Regions from separate parts of the Columba livia genome. Here region 2 is linked to region 1. Evidence: chromatin contacts called from public Hi-C data. All regions are on one chromosome and are shown on one strand. The core of a region is the stretch at or near the end of the contact, and the rest is flanking DNA. Distances in the headings are between cores, read along the strand shown. Region 1 overlaps RSPH9 (radial spoke head component 9). Region 2 holds the start of MRPS18A (mitochondrial ribosomal protein S18A).

Region 1 (6,340 bases), core at 1,234-3,733:
ACATTGAGAGGAAAAAACAGCATAGTACTGGAAACTTTCACTAAAGGGGAATGGTAAAAGGCTGATAAGAATGTGGAAGGGCAGAAATGCTCAATAATTTTTTTCTGGTTTGTTTTGAAAGAATGCTGACTCACATCAAATGAAGAAAATAAAATACTATTTCAGACAGTTTTCAGACTATTTGCTAAAGGTAACCTTTTCTGTTCATCAAAAAATGAAAATAGCAGAGCCAGATAAGTTAATCCTGAAATAATTATCTCAGGAGACTTGTGGCATACTTACAATGCTGATCTTTAATAAATCCCAGCATTGCAGAAATATTTCCCTAAACTTATCTTGATTAGTGGTTGTGATTCAGAAATCACTGGATGGGTGTATTTATGGAAGGGGTCAGAAGGGGCTTCAGCTGGGACCAGTGCCAGTATTGATATTCTTCAATTTATTTCTGAATGATCTAGAAGTAAAGGATTGGCCGAGAGACAAATTATGACAAGGGAAAGACGGCTAAAGAGATCTGGTAAACTGCGCTTACTTAAAGTATATTTTGATGCAGCTATCTGCAAAATTCTGTATCTAAGAGCAGGGACTGGAAGCCAGACATGTTCGGGAAGCTGAGGCTCTGAAAGGAAATCCATGCACAACCCACTGAACATCAGCTCCCAGTCTGATCCTGAGACTTAAAAGGCTAATATGATCTGTGGATTTATGAACAAGGGCATAGCAAATCGGAACAGGGAGGTGACTTTACTTTTGCGTATTATGTTAGTGGAATCAGAACTGGATTACTGCATATTGCAAAACTGGAGAGTTGCAGAAAAGAATCACAAAATGATTCAAGGACTGGTGAGAGACATAAACAGTTCAAGCTGTTTATCTTATGGAAAAGAACATGAGAATGACTGCATTACACTGTATAAATACTCCATGGAGTTTAAGTGTTGGGTACTGAAGATCTATTTAGTATAGCAGTAACAAGCAGCTGAAAATTACAGCCAGAAAAACTAAAATGAAAAATTAGGTGCAAGTTTGAACAGTGAAATGATTACCAGCTAGCAAGTGCAATGGATGAGTCTGTGGCTCTTAGTGTCTTATCATCATGCTGGATGTCTTGGGAATTATGTTTTAGCCCAATGCTAGTCACAGACATGAGTAGCTGAGTTCAGTTTAATGGGCAGTGGTATGTAGGAATTCAGAACAGACGATTTCCTGGTACACCTAGCTGTAAACCTGACAACAGCTGTGGAGCGTGATGTTTAGCTTGGGCTTTTTTATTGTCAGTGACAATAACAAAAAGGTGACAGTGGGTTCCTGAGGCAGTGACTCTAAGCACAGCTGACTTTGCTTCCTGAACTGTGATGGGCCCAAAAGAGGACTTGAGGAGATTCCTGACTGATTGCTGTCCATTGTAGAGAGTAAACCATGGAGCCGAGACCTCTCAGATGTAATTGCTGACTCTGTAATGCTGGGAGATTTTATAGCATCATTCTAAGTGGGTATACAGTGGCATGATGGATCATAGTGAGTCTTGCCTACTTGCTGTTTCGAGATTCAGCTAGAGGAGGAAGAACAGTGCCTTCTTTACCATTTTGGCTGTGGAGGAAGTGACAGCCATTTAGTTTGTAGCTCTGTTTCTTCACCTGAATGTGCAGTGGTTTTGGAGCATTCCTTAAACAGCATTACAAAGGCATTTGTGGCTATTTCCTTGGCTGAATACTTTGGGCACTAGCCTTTCTGTAAGCTTGCTGAACAGTAGCTGGGGTTAGAACACTAACCTCCTGTCCTCTGAGCTTCATTAGCACGCTCTTTAGTGGTTTAGCAAAAGCTGGTGTTTAATGGGCCCCTTAAGATGGAGAGGTTGCATTTCTAAGTGGGAGACAGTTTCCTTTAGCCACTCTCACAGGACATTTTGGTAGCCCCATCTTGGATGCCCCAAAGGTAGGTAGAAAGGGAGGAAGAAGGCCAGGAGACACAAACCTGCTTTATCTCCATGCATTAACAGAGCTAATTAACTCCCTTTCGACCCGCCTCCGCGCGATTAATCCCCTATCAGCCTCCGTCTCCAGCCATTTGAAGAGCCTGTGTCTGCAGAGGTATTTACAACCCCCAGCTAGCCAGCAGAGAGCAAGTCGGCCTGTTATCAGGGCTCTAAGACAAATGGCTGCCTATCTCCCCAGTGGCCTTGCAAAATCCAGCGGAGTGCTGTGCTGTGCTGGCCACCTACTTTCACCCAGCCTCCCTTCTCCGCTAACATTTCACAGATGTGACCTGAGCCCTCCTCTTTCATTGCTTAACAATAAGCAGCACCTCCCCAGCTCTGTGAAAGCTGAGAGCAAGAGCACTTTACTTCTTAGCCTGCCAAGAGCCACACGGGGACAAGGCTTTTCAAGCTGTCTCGCTGAAATCCAAACTAAAAGAGCCATAATGAATGAGAGTTTCGTGTTAGCAAGGATAAAAAGAGGTAGCCAAAATGTAAACCAAAATACCTAGCACGGCTCACAGCTGCCCTTGTTCCTGGTTAGGAGAGGTGATCTTTAGGCTTGTTATGTGTGGAACTGAGCTACAGTATCCCATGGAGTTACCTGACATTTATAGAAGCGGTTTTGACAAACAAGCATTATAATACAGTGGTACAGAAGGAGTAAAACAGATCCATGTGCATAAAACAGTCAGCTTTCACATGTGGGAACTGATCTGAACAGCTGGCTCAGTGGGTTACTAGTTAAAGCGTTGGTACCTGAATTTCTCTGGTAAAACTGAAGTCAGCCATCCCTAGAAATAATTCTAGGGTAGCTGTAGCTGCTACCTTCCAGCAGAGTGCACTATGGTGCCAGCATTGTCAGTGCTGAGCACAGAAAAGGGAACCATAGAAAAGTAAAATGAGAAAGAAAATCACCAGGAGCAGCATCATATTGAGGAGAAGGTATGGCCTGAATTTCCAGACTGTGTGTGGTATACTGACCTCCTGAACTGCAGGTATGGAGAAGAGGCTCTGTCCCTTCCAAGCTTAGGCAATTTTTGGAATGGTCACTGGGCTTTTCAATAGCTTTCTTAGCATCCTTAGTGACCACAGGCATGCAGTGGTCATAGACAAACAAATAAGCATGTCTCCTGCATCATTCAAAAGCAGACACACTCTTCATTTTTGCTAGTAATGTATGGATTGGGGAGCCTTTAGAGGCTATAAGGCCACTCCTGCAGTGACCCAAGAGAGTTGTCTGGGAGCAACACAAGATGTTGTCCCTCCTGCAGTGGGGGCACTGCCAGCTCAGGAGTTCAAGATGAGACTGGAACCTCCCATGTGGCAGCACAGCAGGAGGACTCCAGAGCCAGATAGCTTCTGACTGGCTATCCATGGCCTGCCTTGATTTCTGGAAAGGAGTCTGTTTTCCTTGGGCTTTGTGTCTATGAATAATAAAGCAGTGCATTCACTGCTTTTGGGCCCTAGGTCTGTATCACCTCAGGGGGCTTGTTTTAATCAGAGGCCTTGGATGAATTTACACCAGAGCAGGGCTGCCCATCAACTGAGAGCTGTGGTGGAGTTTTTCGCCCTCCTGACTGCTGCAATGAAAGAATGAGGACAGAAGCTGAGTCTTCATAGCAACTTTCCAGGGATTGTATTTAAAGTTTTTCCTCCTCAGTAAAAGAAATCATTGCCGACCCCATCTCCATTTCAGCTCTTGGTTCATTGGACATGAAAAGGAGATGAACTTCTTGCTGAACTGATGGGAAATGCTGGTAAAGCCTCTTAGAACCAGAAATTGTTACAACCACATCAGTCAGCCTTGGCCAAACCCTTTCTCCAGGGAATGATGAAAAATTACTTGCAGGGGAAAGCCTAGGGCAGTCTGTGTGTCACTGAAGTCAGAACAAGGTGAGCTTTTGCTAGGAGTGATCTATTTCTGAAGGTGCTCCATGTCAGGAGTGGCAGTTCTTCCTGTGCAGCAGTTGGCATCGGTGCCAGCCCTGCATATAGCTTTCCTTTGCTGTTCACTGCCCCTTTGGCCATAGAACTTCTGCAGGGAGGGAGTCAACAGGCGTTGTCTTTTTTTACTGTACACAAATATCACATGGATTGAAATTCTGCATGCTGAAGGGGTGTGTGGCTGTGTGTAGTTGATGGCAGTTGATCTGTGGTGTATTTGTAGAGCAGTTGTGCTGTGCGGAGACGGGCTATCCCAGGTACTCGAAGATGCTTAGCCATCTTCAGTGTTCAGAATTAGCTTGAATATTGACACAGCTGCGCTGTGCTGTGTGGTATGCTCAGTGTGACAGTCTTCTCAGAAACTGGTAAACTCTTCAGGTAATTTGGGCTAGAGTTGTATCTAGTTTAGTATGAAAATATTGACAGTTTATAATCTGTGCCATCTGTTCCTGGTCCTAAGCCCTTTTAACTAGCCCTGCTACTTTGATGAGGTAAGAAATACAACTGGGGGACTGACAGGGCTTGTAGCCTTGCCCCTCCTGCAGGAGAGTGAATTGGATGTGCTCTAAGTATGTGGTGGGTTTTGAATCCCTGCATCGACTGCTTTGTGTTCTCTCAGAATTCAGAGATCAATGTGAGGTTCTTGGCCCCTAATCCAGCCGCTGTTCATCATTATCAGCTCCTCAAAGTGGCCAGAGCTTTGTTATCAGGAGAGGCAAAATCTTACAAGGTGGCCATAATCTCCTCTGAGAGTCAGACAGATATTCTCCCGTGGGTAAGAAAGTGACAGTGACCGAAAGCTCTAGGGGGAAGCGGGCTAGAACAAAGCTGTCCATTGCATCCTTTCATCAAACTGTTAATCTTTCTTTCAAAGACATCACATTTGTTTGGTGACAAAAGCCCCAAAGAAGCTGAATTGAGCCTGAAATCCTGTAGCAAGATTTAGAGGAAGCGTCTTTCATTCCGAGCAGGGAGGGGCAAGAGACTCCTTTTTCTTCCTACCAACCAATGGGCTCAGAGAAGCCCACGAAGGTGACGGATTAATGCAGCGGCTCCCCAGGTAGATGCTACGTGACTCCTGGCACGCTCCAAAAACGTTTCCACAGCGACTAGCTGAACAAGAAATATGGAGTGTGACGAGATCCAGCGTAAACTTGTGCTTCGGAAGGAGGGTGCTTTGCCATTCTGAGAGATTTCTAAATTTACCACAGAAGACGCAAGATACTGTATTGTGATCTGTATTGCAGTTTTCAGAACCCAAATAACAGGGATTTTAATCAGTTTTCCTACTCCTTTTAAGTTTTCATTGCATATGGTCTCGCTGTTTCCTCTAGCGCACAGCTCCATTCTGAATCTTTATTCTGGATACTTTCTGTGCAAAGTCTGCATCTTTTTCTTAATAACAACAACAGAAAAGTAAAAAGGATTCTAGCTCTATTCTAATTATCAGGTGGATTTAGGACTAAAGGGCCAACGAACCAGGCTATAAGGGAGGCTGTAATTTGATGTGCATTACTTCTGTGCTAGCTTTTTCAGTCCTTCCCATCCTCTGCTGCTCATTTATGTCTGTGTATTGTCCTTTCTTTTGTGTTGGCATTGCTGGCTGTGTAGCCAGATTCCAGCTGGAAAAATAACTTTATTTTTGGCTAGACTATTTTTCAGCTAGATTGTTTCCCTGACCTGGTTCACTGAGCAGTAAATACGAACTTTTGTGGTCTGTATGATGGAAGAGTGATGAGGGGGGGGTAATGAGGGTTTGAGGGCAAAGGCTGCTTCAACTGGATTAAGCAGCACTGTTGTCAGAAGTCTAAGTATGGCCTGAATGTCACCTAGTACTTGGACGCACCTGAATACGGTGCACCGGTGACAACATTGCAATCCCTGGATCTTCCTTGTCAGCAGGAACAGGTATTTTGTGTGTCAACGAAAGGCCCAGGCCTGTCATAATCATTTGTGCTGCAGAGGCATCCCCAATGGGAGAGGATAACGGAGAGAAAAAGCCTCTGAAGTAGGTTTTACTTTGAGGTTTGGGCATGGTTGTATTTGTGTGTCAAAGAGGTGGCAGGCATTAGGACCAAGCGAGAGCTGCTTGGCAGCACCTGACTGGTTTTAAGCTGTGCTTTCCTGGCTCTGGTGGCTTTTTAAAATAGTACTGAACCTGCAACCAGTCTGTGTTTTTATTTAATTATTATTAAATAGTTATATGGGGAATTGGAGATATTGACAAGAGTGCTAACATATGGGGTGCAGGTGGTGTGTCATGCAAATGAAAGAGATTTAGTTTGCAGTCAGTAAGTGGCATGAAGGAGTTTGAGCCCACATAAGAGTATTTGGATGTGTCCTTCTGGCTGGTGGGCTGTGTGTGAAACTTCCGTGTGGCGAAATTTGTTGAGAGCCAGAGCACAGGTGACCTTTCAT
Region 2 (6,340 bases), core at 1,869-4,368, 33 kb after region 1:
ATACGTGCTTGTCTTCTTTTGAGGACTTATGAATAGAAATGAGAGCTTTCTCAAATTGCAGCTGAATGGACAGAAAAGACAATAAAACTAAGACTTTTTTTCTCCAAAATATTTTGGATGTTTCCTCTGGTCAAATTAAAATTAAAACCAGATTTTGAACACCAGCTGACAGCATCAAATAGCACAAGCACCAGAGTTTAAAAAGAAACCCTGGGTGGGATGCAATGTTACTTTTAAGAAAAAAGCTGTCTGATTTAGATTGAACTGTCAGGGTCTGTGCCTGAAAATCTGGGAAGAGAAAAGCATGACATTTTCTGTAAGTGTGTTTGGGACACTGGCATCCAGCTGAACTGTCAGAGCTAATTTATATCATGGATTTGTGTCTTTCTTGTCTAGTGGTGGCAAAATGGAAACAGAGAAGTTATTTTGTAGTTCAAGCATCTCAGTACCTCAAAGAGATAGAACACTGTCAATTTTTAAGTAAGATTCCTCCCTCTACAAGTAGAATAGCCAGTTTTACAAAAACCAAAAAGTAACTACAAATATAAAATAAAGGCCAGTATATAATTTTCTATTCATTAGTAAAGTTATATTCTGGGGAGTCAGTGTATTTCATCTTGATTCTTGCCAGCCTGGCTTCAGACTGTACTTTGATTGCAATTCCATCTTAGAATTCAGAATCTTTATTCATTTCCATGTCAATATCAATTTTTCTGGAAATAAATTTCAGTGTACATTATTTGGCAACTATGACCCACCTACCGAGGACTTTCATATTGTTAACTCACTCAGTTATTATTCTTCTATTAGAGAACTACAAAGGAATATAGGGTCACTACATTCTCAGTATGCTGATGAAGTCCAGATTTCTCTGGGATTCATTCATCTGGTTCATGTCAAACACTTCCTCCAATACTGATAAAAGCACAGACACATAGAAAGATGAGTCCAGAAAAGACTAATGTAGAGTTGGTAGGATAAATGGAATGACCGGAGGATATGTTGAGAAATGTTTCAGCCCTTTAGCTGGTCAATTTACACCATTTGTTACAAGATTTTCCTCATCTAGGGACACTGATGGATCCTAGGCTGATGTCAGATATTATACAGTAGAAATATCCAAATCTCCCTTATGCTTCTGCAACGGGCCAGGAAGAATTATTTTTCTAGAGACCTCTCCTACTGCAATGCATACCTTTTCTTATTCAAGCCTCAGCTAATGTATTGGGACTTCTTGATTATAATTTACATCCCCTCTGAAACTGACTGAGTGCCAAGTAAAGTAATCCACTGTGTGTTGTGTTATGTTCACACTCTCCCCTTGTTTTGGTTAAAACAACTTCAGAGCCTGCCTGCAAGCTCTTCTCTTCAGGTCTCTGGGCAAAGATTAGTAGTTTGGCACTTGAAGAGAAGAGAAAGAGACTTTCCATCATACTTACTGTCAGTTTTGGAAATCTTGCAAACTGCCATATTCTATTTGATATTATATATCTAAAACATAAGTAACCTGCTCCATTCAGGTTTCAAATGTGACAATGTCCATTAATACACACATGACAAGAAGGAAACTCAGAATTTCAAAGGCATGAACAACTGTTTCATGCTGTTTCATCAGCAAGCAAAAGTCTGTCACCTTCTTATTATTTATATATAGAGATTAGCATTTAGTACACTGTCTTCTAGCTATTCCCAAATAATTTGTACTCCACTCTCCTCACTGTATTTACACCTTTCAAAAACATCTGTCATCTGTCTCCAGCCAAGGCAGAGATTGCTACTGGCATATGTCGTGTGAGCAGAATAATGCAACCTCCTTTCCTTCCCCAATAATTTCAGTGCTTCTGCTAAAATCAAAACAAAACAAAACAATTCTCTTGATAAAGTGCAACAGATCAGATAGTGTTAAATTAAGAAAAATGCAAATTCTACTGCTTTGGCCTCTTCCTTCCTGTCTTAAACCACAGCTAAGAAAATGCTTTTCTTTATCAGTTGCTTCAGAACTTATGTTTACTTTTCAGGAGCAGTTTTCCTTTAGTATTTAAGGTCTTCCTTTGATAGTACTCGTTTCACTGAGGATTTTTTCTTACTACGTGCATTACAAGATACAAGCTTTGCATCACCTGTGGTCACTGCGGCACACACAGAGCAATTAACAGACACAACACAGATCAAAGGCAAGTGACATGCACGGCACACAGCCAGTACAGAGCCATCCTGTGATGTCACATCGGGCTGCTGGCCCAGGGCAAAGTGACAAAGTGACTGGGCAAACCTCCTTCATGCAAGCCCACACTCCAGACAATGCCAAGTGCCACCACTTCACAAAATGAACCCATTTGAAGAACTGCCTCTTGTGTTTTGGGTTCCAAACGCCTCTGGTCAGGACTTCCAAGCTTACCAGGAGCTCAGCGAGGGATCTGGCACTGACGGGTGGATCTAACTGGAGCCACTCGTGATCAGCAACACAGTGACGATCCCAACCTTCAGCAGCCAAGCCCTCCATGCCACTTAGTAACCCATACCTACAATGCACCCCTACCTCGGTTTTGCCTACACACCCCGAGATGTCTTTCAGGCAGAAAAGCGACCCTTTTACCCTCTTTTTATTTCTTTCGGGCGGGGCAGACACACGGCGGGAGGCTGAGGGAGACGCGACGCCAAGGGCAGCGACTGAGGGGGCGCAGGGACTTACTATGGTCGTGTTGCCTTTGGTCACCTCCACGACTGAGGAAAAAAAAAACAAAAAACAAACAAAAAAGGCAAAATGAGGCTCATGCAGTCTAAATCAAACAGTACTTTTTGGGGAGAGGGTGAAACACAGCGAACGCAACCGTGTCTCCCGACCGCGGTGAGGCAACGGGGCAGCCCGCAGAGGCCCCACGGCGCCCAGGGCCACCCTCAGACTCACCCTCCCGGAGGGTTCGGACCGGCGGCGAGGCCCAAGCGTTTCCGAAGAGCCCGGTGAACAACCGCCTCAACCCCCCTCGCAGCAGGCTGGGCGCAGCCATCTTCCCGTCGCCGGCGCTGCCGTCACTCTCGCTTCCGCCGGCGGGAAGGCGGGGGCTCTGCCGGCGCCATTTTGATGCGCGGCAGTTCCCCGCCCCTGGCACCTGAGAAGGGGGAGGAAGCGAGGGGTTTTGTTCCCCTGCCCAGCGTCTTCTCTCTGTGAGAGAAAGCCCAAGGGGGGGTTTAGCCTCAGCATTGTGGCGCAGAGGCCTCTGTGTTTGCACGGGCCCTGGGGTGACTCCTTCATCAGGGGGTGTTTCAGCCCAGCTGTGGGGGGCAGGGAAGGGGCTTGTTTCCAATGTGCCTGTTTCATATCTGTACCTTCTAGGGGTGCTGAGGTCAGTGCATGTGCCTGCACTGGCTCGTGGAATTTGGCAGGTGAAGCTTTGAAGCAACCTGTTGCCAAGCTGTAAGCTTGTCTTTGTAACCATGCAGTCCAGTTTACATGTTTTCCATTTTTCTTTTAATATCACTTGCCGTTGGATGGTCTCAGGCAGCTTGTAGGCTGCTGAGAGATCACTTCTCCCATCGTCTTTCTTAGCATGCCCCATCTGTTAGCTTCTTCCACCTGCCTTTGGTGGAAGGTGGCCTGGAGGTGTCAGCTGAGGGGGTTGTGTCAGACACTTGGGACTTCAGATACCAACAAACCATTCATTTTAGATGGTAATGCTGTATCGTCACGAAAAGCATCCTTCAGGTTGAGTTGAACTGTACTCGATAGCAAAGGACATTCATGGGGTTTCCCCAAGTACTTGTTTGCTTTTTCTTTGTCATTTCAACTCTTTAGAAAATGCAGGAAGCAAAACTAATGGAGTGAGATAAAATCCCTTGGAAATCATGTGTGTTGATGGACATTCATGCCATTCTATTCCATCAGCAGTCAACAGTGCTCATGTGATTTCTTCTGTATGTTTTCCTGAGTTTCTTGCTAAAATGTGGTGTAAAATTTAAATTGTGGCATAAACATAAAATTTAATATAAAATAAAATTTGATCTTCCTGTATCAGGAGATCTTCTACCCTCTTTTTCTTGTGTGTTATACGTGCTTCTTGTTACAGTCCAGTTTACAAATCTCTCTCTGTGGCAGATCTGAGCACTCAACTCTGGGACTTTCCAAAGAAGTGGGAATGAAGGCAGGGCTCCTGTCCAGGCTCTTGTGCTCCGTGCCAAGCAATGAAAATAGGGCCATCCCAGTTATTCAGAGAACAAATTGAGCAAGAAGGCTTGCCAGAAGAGACTTCTTCCTTTCTCGACGTGTTATGCTATATAATGATATCTAGAAACAGGGCGATCTTTAGCTTGTCCAAAAGCTTAAACATAAGAGCCAAACAAAATATTTACTTCCATCCAGTCTAAGGATAACTTCCTTATGAGGAGAAGGAACATTGCTAGGCTCAGTGGTGTAGTGATGTCACATTTTTATGAGGTGCTTGTGTTTTATTTTGTTTTCTTTACATAGAGGGTTTTATTCTAGCGGAAGGAGTTTAGCTGCAACAACCTGACAGGAGAGTTTATTCAATGCCTTAAATTGAATGCAATTTCTTCTGTTGGCTTCCTGGCCTCTCATGATGGGGAAAACTAAAGGGTTGACTCTCTTCACGGGACAGAAACCAACAGTTGGTAAGCACAGGGCTGGCTCACTGTGGTAAAGATGTGTAGTCAGAGGGTTAGGGGCTGTTCAAGAGCTTTTCCATGTCATAGGACTTTCGATGCAGTTAAGCAGCACGATGGCTTTTGGTCAGACAGGGAGAGATCAGCAGCATGGTGATAGTTCAGATTCAGTGAGGACTCCTCTTGCTTGCCTCGCTTTCAAATAAATGCTGCCTCTAAAGGAATTCAAGTGACACAATTTAATGTAAAGAAGGAAAACAGTTGCTTTCTTAAAAACCTACAGTTTCTGGGTTGAGCGAATTCATTCTTCTCCTGAGATGTTTTTTCTGTCTTCTGAGTATTTTCTACAACTGTTAGCAATGCAGACCATCAAGTCCCAAGGAGACAAACAAAGCATGTGCCAATTTGAGTCAAAGCCCATCATCTCTTTCCAAGTTTAGAAATTTGACATATTTCTGATTTCTTGCAGATAATTTTTGAATGTGTTTATTTCATCAAGCCCTTGTATTCAGGGGAAAAAAAGTAGCCCTGAATACTATGTCTGCATACACAAAAGAGAAAATGAAGTGATTTTCTTTCTGTAAGTTGGTTCAGCCATGGTCTGTGATTTGTCAGCATAGTGGAGGGTGGTCCAGTTTAGGCAGAACTGGATGTTTCCAAGGAACGGAACAGGATGTCACCGGTCATTGAAGAATGACTCCTTTTCCTTTTGAATTAAAATTAAACCTGCGCTCCCAAGTGTGGATCTGGTTAGGAGCAAGGAGGTATCATATTTTAGATGAGAAACTTATGTCCTAGTTGCTTAGGGCCTCCAGAGATTTTTTAGGGACTGCTCTCAAATAAAAGGTATTCCCTTATATGGACTGCTTTGGGATTAGACGTAGATGTTCTGTAAGCTCCATTTTTCTTTTCCTGCTAATTTGTGTTCTGCTCTTGTCTGAAAAATGGAATATATTTTCCTATTTTTCTTAATTCCTATAACATATTAATATTTTCTTCTTCCAACTACAGAGAAACTTTTCTGGTCCTTTGGGCCTTTTCTGGTCCATTGGATGCTAGTGGATGACATGTATGTTTGCTCCAGAGCCTTGCCCATGCAAATAGCTTATGAAGGCTGAGCCTGTTCCGACCAAACATGATTAAAAGTCATAGAAATCGAGATGGAAAAAGCTATTAGGTCACATAGTTCCCACACGCGCCCCCCGGACCAGTACAGGTTTGTTTCCAATGGTACATTTTTGGTGATTTCCAGAAGGGGTCACTGCAGGTCAGCATTCACTTTGCATCCAACAGCCTGCCTCCCTTCCCCCCTCCTGAAAAATTAGGAAACCTTCTGAACCTGGTGACGGGTAGGTTGCAAAACGTCTAGAATTTTTATTATAGCTTGTAATTTGATGTTGGGTGATCAAAAGCAGAATAAATGTATTCATGTCCAACAACTGATCATCCAAGATTTTAGATGAGGAAGTTTAGCAAGCACTTCAAAATGATGTGTTAGCTACGTGTGGATATTAAATGCTACAAATCCTGAGGACTGTTCTGGGGGATGCTCAATTGTAACGAGAAAGACACATTCACAGGTTTACCCTGTTGGGTAGTCCATGCTTAGAAAGAATGTATTGCAATAATATTTTATAGTTACACTAAAAAATGTCTAGATAATTCAAATCAAATTTCTGATTGTAAAAAGCAAAAGTGTCAAAACCCCCTTAAGTCTGAATAA

Evidence for each region. A called contact is a pair of places that touch in the nucleus more often than the background predicts.
Region 2: a Hi-C map of crop shows a contact between it and region 1, with 1.6 times the contacts expected there. The contact joins the promoter of MRPS18A here to the enhancer-like site in region 1. A contact is called at or near these places in 2 of 2 Hi-C or Micro-C datasets (crop and liver).

Annotation. Positions count from the first base shown.
Region 1 is chr3:87,238,793-87,245,132 of bColLiv1.pat.W.v2, forward strand. The region is part of intron 4 of RSPH9 (radial spoke head component 9); the gene reads left to right. Among named protein-coding and RNA genes, the nearest start is that of RSPH9, 9.5 kb to the left of the region's middle. Within about 2 kb of position 2,484, at least 2 of the 3 cell types and tissues checked have an H3K27ac peak away from gene starts, as active enhancers do.
Region 2 is chr3:87,271,373-87,277,712 of bColLiv1.pat.W.v2, forward strand. It overlaps MRPS18A (mitochondrial ribosomal protein S18A), which reads right to left and starts at 3,119. Exons shown (of 6, transcript XM_005503796.3): 1 at 2,909-3,119; 2 at 2,693-2,724. The coding sequence starts at 3,008. The region is part of intron 4 of RSPH9 (radial spoke head component 9); the gene reads left to right.